Regions from separate parts of the Mus musculus genome. Here region 2 is linked to region 1. A link is a contact called in public promoter capture Hi-C data. All regions are on one chromosome and are shown on one strand. The core of a region is the stretch at or near the end of the contact, and the rest is flanking DNA. Distances in the headings are between cores, read along the strand shown.

Region 1 (3,727 bases), core at 1,153-3,652:
AATCTGGCTTTACTGGACTGGGCCCCTCACTACAGCTGCACAGTAGAGATGAGTTTGCTCAGAGAGCAGGAAAAAAACCAGCCTCTCCAAACACCTAGACAGCATACAGATAGAACAGCAGACACCTTTATTACACTACACATGAGGCTCATTTGCCTTTCCGGGCTTTGATCTTCCGCAGATAGAACTCCAGCTCCTTGCCTTCGAGCACATAGCCGTCTGCTCTGCCACACTGGCCTGGTCGTGAGGCAATACAGGCTGAAAGAGAACAGGCAGTCTTCAGTAAAGGACAAGACACTCCACGCCACCTGTAGAAGTCCACGCTGGCCTGACACCCAGGGGGCAGGCGTTGAAGGCCAACCGTCTCCTCAGATAACTTCATCCTCACTTAAGAGATCAGCAGCAGAACTGGACAAAGTTCTCATCACCGAGACAGTGCCGCATCATCCCCTGCCCCCAGCTACACAACCTGCTTTCCACCCACACAGCACGTTATTAGCCACCTACACTCACATGTACCCCACTGAACCAGGAAGGGTCCACCCACCCCAGCCCCACAGCCACCTCACCTAGAAGCTTGCCCTGCTGGAACTGCTCCTCCAGGAGGCTGCTGATTTTGGCATTCTTTTTCCTTTCATCGTATTTCTTTTGAATTTTCTTTGATCGTTTTTTGTTTAAAATCTCTTCCTCCTCAGGAGTCTGAATGAAAAGAATATGAATTGATTTGTCACCAGGAAAGTCACAAGCCTCCTTGAACCCCCCCCCCCCAAGTCGCCATGCTTGCCTTCTTCAGCACTAAAGTGTTCATCTCATTCCTTCAGTAGCAGAACTGGACAGTATTTTCATCACAAGAAGGCAGCACCCATCCCACCCCCAGCCAATCAACCCCTTACAGGAAGACAACGCACCAGCTTGGCCCCCTTCTTGCGGCCCAGGGGCAGTGCATAGTGGGACTCGTACCACTGTCGGTACGGCGTGCTGTCAATAAGCACGATGCAGTTCTTCACCAGGGTCTTGGTGCGGACAAGCTCGTTGTTGGATGCATTGTAGACAACATCAATGATCCTTGTTTTGCGAGTACAACCTGCATACAAAGAGAGATTCACAATCAGGGGCTGGGGCAGTTAATGTTTTTTTATTACTGAAATCTTTTTTTAACATTCTCTAGAAAGCACCTCTCATTGCAGGAGTTAAGAGATCAGAATATGGCAAAGAATTCTCCAACTACCTCAGGATCTTTCAGCAAGAACAAATTCAAATACTTCAACACCTACTTACACTCAGAGCCCCAGGAAAAGTTCCCCACATCCAATCTCAGGGCACGGTACTTCTTATTGCCTCCTCGAACTCGGACTGTGTGTATGCGGCGAGGGCCAATCTAGAGAACACAAGAAGGCCAGAACATGTGTCATCAAAACGAGTGGGGACTGGGAGAGGAACCCGAACCAGACGGAGGTAACAGTCAGTGTAACTATGACAAGTCCTTGCATTGGCAAGTGGTGTACAGGTGGCCAAGACGGCCATAACCACGCCTAAGGATACGTTTTCATCACCCTAGTTACCTCCAGAAAAAGCCAGACCCCCCCTAACACAGGAAGAACCCCAGTAAGGAACACACCAAGCTTGCAGCTCTCCCACTCCTAGGCTCCAGTAGACCCTAAGCTTGGAGATTAGGGTGCACAGACCCTGCACGTGGACACACTTCCATGTCCAGTCGCCAGCACCGAGAAACCTGAGCCTTACAAAGGTGATCACAGCCACTCGTGTTCCCCAGCAAACACGCTCTAGCGCAGGGGAAGGCAGCCTCTCCCAGTCGTCCTCCCCCCGACCCCCGCACGCACCTTCGTGTTGGCAGCGGGCCGTCCCAGCTCATACTTTCGCTTCTTGTGGTAGGGTTTTCGCTTACCCCCGGTCTTGCGGCGCTTGTGCCAGTTGTCCCGAGAGATGCCTGTGTGTGGGAGCGAGGACGCAAGCCTGAGCAACCGGGCCTCGCCGCCGGCCAATCAGCCCGCTCCCGAGCCCCGCGCTGCGCGGGCTGCCCGCACGCTCAGCTCTCCAAGGTTGGCTTCCCCACGACGCAGTCGGGAGTGTGCAGCATACCCAGGTGTCATCATCCGCGTGCGGCCCGGCCCGCGGCAGCCATGTTGGCCCGCTCGCAGCCCGGAGCCCCGGAGGCGGCCGCAGCGATCTCCACAGCCCTAGCCCACCGCAGGCCCTTGCCACGGCTGCCCGTGGCCCATGGTCGGGCCGAGCATGCGTCGGGAGGCAGGATGGAGACGGATGGAGCTCGCTCCCCCGCGGCCCGACCCGGCCCGCAGCAACACTCACCCATCGCTCGGCGCTGGCTGGAAAGAGGAAGCGCAAAGCTTCACGGTCCGGTTTCTAAAACTCAGCCCCGCCTTCTTTACGTCTCTTCCGGTTGCCGGGAAGGACCTGGGGCCGCGGCGAGCCTGGGACGCTGGCACAGGGGAGGGTCCTGCGGCGTGCGAACTCACGCGGACCCCGCCTCAAATCCCTTGACCTTGGGCGGTCTGGAGGGCGGGCTCCTTAAGCTGAGCTATAGGGCACACTTGCCTGCCTGTTGTGCTTACATTTTGTCCTTTAAATTTTTTTTTTTTTTTTTTTTTTTAAACCGGGCGTGGTGGCGCACGCCTTTAATCCCAGCACTCGGGAGACAGAGGCAGGCGAATTTCTGAGTTTGAGGCCAACCTGGTCTACAAAGTGAGTTCTAGGACAGCCAGGGCTATACAGAGAAACCCTTGTAAACTTGTAAAACCAAAAAAGAAAAAAGAGTAAAGGGCCCTAATTGGAAAAGTGAAGTAGTAGAAGCTCCAACGCTCTGTTCACAGGGGGACTTGACCCTGTATATGAACACACAAAATTCATGTGTATCTCTTACATGGCAGCAATTAGCAATCAAAAAGGAAATTAAAAACAGTTTTAGTTCTGGAAAGATTGGTACTGCAAACTGTGCTCAGGGTCTCTTCAAAAGCATCAAGTGCTTAGGTCGACTCACAGTTCCTGAAATTCCAATTCCAAAGTATCTGACAATCTGGTCTGGCCCAGTGGGTCAAACCTGAAATCCAGCACTGAGACAGAGAATTATCACCAGTTGAGGGCTAGCCTGAGCTAAAGAATGAGCTACTGCTCAGTGGGAGGAACAAGCGGCCGGCTGAGGAGAAACTGAGGCACTAGACACCCCTCCAAGTGAAATCAAAGCAGAGGACAGTGGGGCTCCGGCGTCAGACAAGATGAGAGCTCAGTCAGTACATTTTATTTCTTAAACTTAAACGTCGCCTTGAATGTCAGTGAACGTCTACTTTTAAAGGGACCTCTCACCTGACCGATTTCTTTTTGAATTTTAAACTTTAACTTCAAATGTTTTAAATTTTGATTCTGAGGTTTTTACTGCGTGTATCCGATTTTTTTTTTTTAAAGATTTATTTATTTAGTATATGTAAGTACACTGTAGCTGTCTTGAGACACTCCAGAAGAGGGCATCAGATTTCGTTACGGATGTTTGTGAGCCACCATGTGGTTGCTGGGATTTGAACTCCGGACCTTTGGAAGAGCAGTCGGCCCTCTTAACCACTGAGCCATCTCGCCAGCCCCCCCCCCCCCCACGATTTTACAGTTTTGAAGCGATTTTTTTGTTGTGTTTGTTTTTTTGGGGTTTTTTGTTTGTTTGTTTGTTTTGTTTTGTTTTTTTGAGACAGGGTTTCTCTGA
Region 2 (3,851 bases), core at 139-2,638, about 24 Mb after region 1:
ACCCATTTTCCCAGGTTGACTCTAATGTGAGGACGTTCCTTCTCCTAATTATATTCCCTGCACCGACTGGATAGTGGGAATTCAGAGTACGCCCAACTTGGAACCTTCCAGGGTATTGGATATCAGGAGAAGTGAATTTCCACAGGCGATCGCAGATTTGCTACGTTCTTTCTCAATGTGCGGAAAGTATGAATAAATTCTCATTGTAAGTGGGGTTGCATGCTGAGGCCTCTACCAGTTACCCGGACACGCGTTTCTGGGAGCAAATAAGCGCTAAATGCTACCAACGGGTATGAAAAGCAGCATTTACTTCTTTTCCTTCCACAAGCAAAAAGTATTTAGAGAAACCGAAAAGTCATACCTAATCGCTAAAATTTTGCACTTTTTGGCTACTTCACTAACGAATTCGAGGTGAAGGGTCTATTGTAAAAAAAAAAAAAACAACAAACAAACAAAAACAAAAAAAAAAAACGCTCGGTCACCAGCGCGGCGCGGGAATGCATCCGCAGCGCCAAGCTTGGCGTTCGCGCTCCCTTCCCCGCGAGCTCCGGGACACGGGCAGCCCATTTAGCCGCCGCCGAGCGCCAGGCAGCCCGCTCCGCCCAGCCGCGCAGAGAGCTGAAGCATCCGCCGCTGCACGAATCTCCGGAGAGCGGCCACTGCTCCGGGTGCCTGCCACCTCCCGGTGCCGCACGATGCCAAGCGCGGCTGCGGCGTCCGCACAGCCCGGGCTCTGCGGGCGCTCGGGGCCCCGGCCAGTCGCGCTGGACTGCGAGGCGGCGCGCAAAAAGGCGATCCCGCAGCCCCCCAGCGCTCCCGCTCCTTCGGTGGCCGCACAGCAGCCGCCCGCCCAGAGCGCCGGAGCCAGCCGCGCGTCGCCGCTCTGCCGGTGGCCAGCAACGGGCCGGAGAGGCGCCCGAGGTGCCAGCGCGGCTCCGGGCCTCGTGTCACTCACCGTTTGAAATGCTCGATGATCTTCTCTTCCCGCACGTTCTCCGGTAAGTTTCCCACCCAGAGGTGCCTGGTTTCCCGGACCATGCTGGGCGGTGTGCCGGCGACCGCGGTGGCTGGCTCCCCCTCGCCGGCTTCGTACGCGGCCGTCAGCGCAGGGAGGCGGGCGCCGGGGCGGCGGCGGCGGCGGCTGCGGCGGTGGCGTCGGCAGCGGCGGCGGCTCCTCCGGCTCCCCCCGGTGCAGAGACCATCCCTCTCCCCCAGGTTCTGACTCTCGGGCCTCGCAGCTCCGCTCTGCCGCCACCAAACACCCGAAGCCGACCCTCGCGCTCCGGCGGCGCATGCGCGCGGGCGGCGGCGGGCGGGGGAGCGGGAGGAGGGGCGAGCGAGACCCGGGCGGCCGCGACTACGACGGAGCCGGCGCTGTGGCTGCCGGACGCTTCCCACCGGCGCGCGCGGCCCGCCTCCCGCCGCCTGGCCACCGCCCCCTGGCCGCGGGCGCGCGCGCGTCCTCCCGCCCCGACGCGGAGGGCCTCCCAGCCGGCGCGCAGGCGCGCGGAGCTCGGAAGGGGGAGGAATGCGGAGCCGGGAAGCGGCGCCCGCGCAGTCAGCTTAGTGCGCAGGCGCGCCGGAGGCCGGGAGGCCGGCCGCCGGAGGCGTCGGGGTGGGGGAGGATGGGGCCGCTTCTGCCTGCGGTCAGGCGTTGCTCTGGGGAAACACAAGAGAACCCGGTTAGTTTCCACGCCAAGAGGTTTCTAGAGGCCAAAGTCCCTATGCCTGTCTGCCCTACGGCCCGCCCCTGACCATTTCCGGACGCCTAGATTCCCCGCCTGCTTGGGAAAGTGGTCGGGACCAGGCCACCCTTTTCACCGCCCAGACAAGGGACCAGCGCTGCAGAGAAACCCATCCCTCCCAAGAATCATTGGCTTGTAACATTAAGCAACTTTTTATATAGGAGCTTGCGAAACCTTCTGCAAGATGTCTTTGCTCATGATTACAGTACACACAAGAATTAAAGCTGAAAGGATACAGACATTCCATACTGTTTCCCCTCGGAAGGTTTGGAATAGTTGGTTTTTTAAACAGAGAGTATTAGACCTCCGGCCCTTCCAGACTTTTGAAACTGGCAGTTGACCTTTCATGTAAGGCCGGCTTTCAGAAAGATAAAACCGCAAAAGGCCACTGTGGAGTAACAGAAAAAAAAAATCTTAACTCATTAAAACCGTCAGCAACTCATACTTTAATTTTTCATACACAAAAATAAAATGGTGCTTCGGGTACAGCCTACACTTTTTGTTTCGTTGTGCCCTTAGGGTCTACAAAGTGTGCAGTACACACAAATTAGGGTTCTACCTAAGGACCTCGCCCGCGTCCAACAAGGTGTGTTAATATATCACTAGGCTACATTCCCAGTTCTTGGTAGTGTTTTCTTTGTTTGGCTTAATTTGAAAGGGTCTTCCAGAGCCACTGTTTATATTTTTGAGAAAGGGTCTTATATAGCTCAGGCTAGTCTCACACTTCTAGTTTTGTGCCCACCTCTCAGGACTGAGACTGTAGACCTCGGCTACCATATAACTTCACCAACCGAACAGGCAGTATTTTGAATTGGAAAAAAATCATAAATAATAGCAATAATATTTGGGGTCACATAATTGTTTCTTTTGTTCCATAAAAAGTACTAGGGTTTATTTTTTATTATTTGTTCATTTTAGTCTGCCATATAGCCTAAGTTTATATGTATATAATATATCTTGATATATATATGTGTGTGTGTGTGTCTGTATATATGTATATATATATATATATATATCTTGATATATATGTGTGTGTGTGTCTGTATATATGTATATATATATATACATATATATCTTGAGATATGTGTGTGTGTGTGTGTGTGTGTGTGTGTGTGTGTAGTTGAAGCTGGAGTTAGGGATGGTTATGAGCATCATGTGCTAGCAACCAAACCTAGATCCCCTGCAAGAGGCATAGTGTCCTCAAGCATTGAGACACCCTCCCACCCTCTTCTTCATTTTGAGACTGGGTCTCACTATGTAGCCCAGGCAGTCTTCTTGCCTCGTCTCCTTAAAACTAGATTTTTAAACAATAATTTATTTCATGTGCATTGGCATTTTGCCTGAATGTGTCTGTATGAGGGTGTCAGATCCCTTGGAACCAGAGGTATAGACACTTGTGAACTGCCATTTAGATGCTGGGAACTGAACTCAGGACCTCTGGAAGAGCAGACAGTGCTATTAATTCCTGAGCATGAGCCATCTCTCCAACCCTAAAACTATATATTTATATTTTTATTATTTTTTTTTTTTTACAAAATATCCTCCTAGATTAGCCAGAGGGTTTGTTAATAGTAGTACTGTTGCCAGTCCTGGTGGCAAGGTCCTTAATCCTAACACTTAGGGGACAGAGGCAGGACTATCTCTGTGAGCTCTAGAACAGTCATAGCTATATAGAGACAACCCTGTCTTTAAAAAAAAAAAAAAAATCTGTCCATCAGAAAACTCAGCAGGTAAAGGTGGCTTGCCACCAAACCCCAAACCTTACACACGGTAGGAGGAGAGAAGCCCCCACAGGAATGCAGTGACACCCACCCACCCTGGGAAATGATCGGGAAGCAACAAAACACGGAGATGAGTGGGCTGAGGAATCCCTGCCTTGGGGCTTTCTGCTTTCTATTGCTAGTGCAAATGCTGTGGATAACAAGGCAAGGGACAAGCAAGGATTTTTGCATAGCCCCAAATCGAGAGTTTCTTTTTCTCAGTGCTTTGCATTTTTTGCTGGCAACACATCAGGAAACACTGGTGAAGTTGTTTTCCCGTTTCCATCTGTGTTACAAAATACTTAAGGGGGATTTCTTCATGAACCTGTATCGTTGTAAGTTTCCA

What was found. Promoter capture Hi-C pulls out the DNA fragments that hold promoters and counts their contacts.
Region 2: a promoter capture Hi-C map of cranial neural crest shows a contact between it and region 1. The contact joins the promoter of Spen here to the promoter of Rps8 in region 1.

The regions. Positions count from the first base shown.
Region 1 is chr4:117,153,730-117,157,456 of GRCm38.p6, forward strand. Rps8 (ribosomal protein S8) reads right to left here and starts at 2,403. Exons shown (of 6, transcript NM_009098.2): 1 at 2,329-2,403; 2 at 1,842-1,948; 3 at 1,279-1,378; 4 at 909-1,084; 5 at 570-699; 6 at 107-258. The coding sequence starts at 2,332. The coding sequence ends at 149. It overlaps Snord55 (small nucleolar RNA, C/D box 55), which reads right to left and starts at 2,119; the gene lies at 2,042-2,119. It overlaps LOC115490046 (a small nucleolar RNA gene), which reads right to left and starts at 1,560; the gene lies at 1,457-1,560. Gm22980 (a small nucleolar RNA gene) reads right to left here and starts at 433; the gene lies at 364-433. It also overlaps Snord38a.
Region 2 is chr4:141,537,209-141,541,059 of GRCm38.p6, forward strand. Spen (spen family transcription repressor) reads right to left here and starts at 1,389. Exons shown (of 16, transcript NM_019763.2): 1 at 956-1,389. The coding sequence starts at 1,038. Gm4123 (predicted gene 4123) reads left to right here. Exons shown (of 2, transcript NR_166589.1): 2 at 1-209.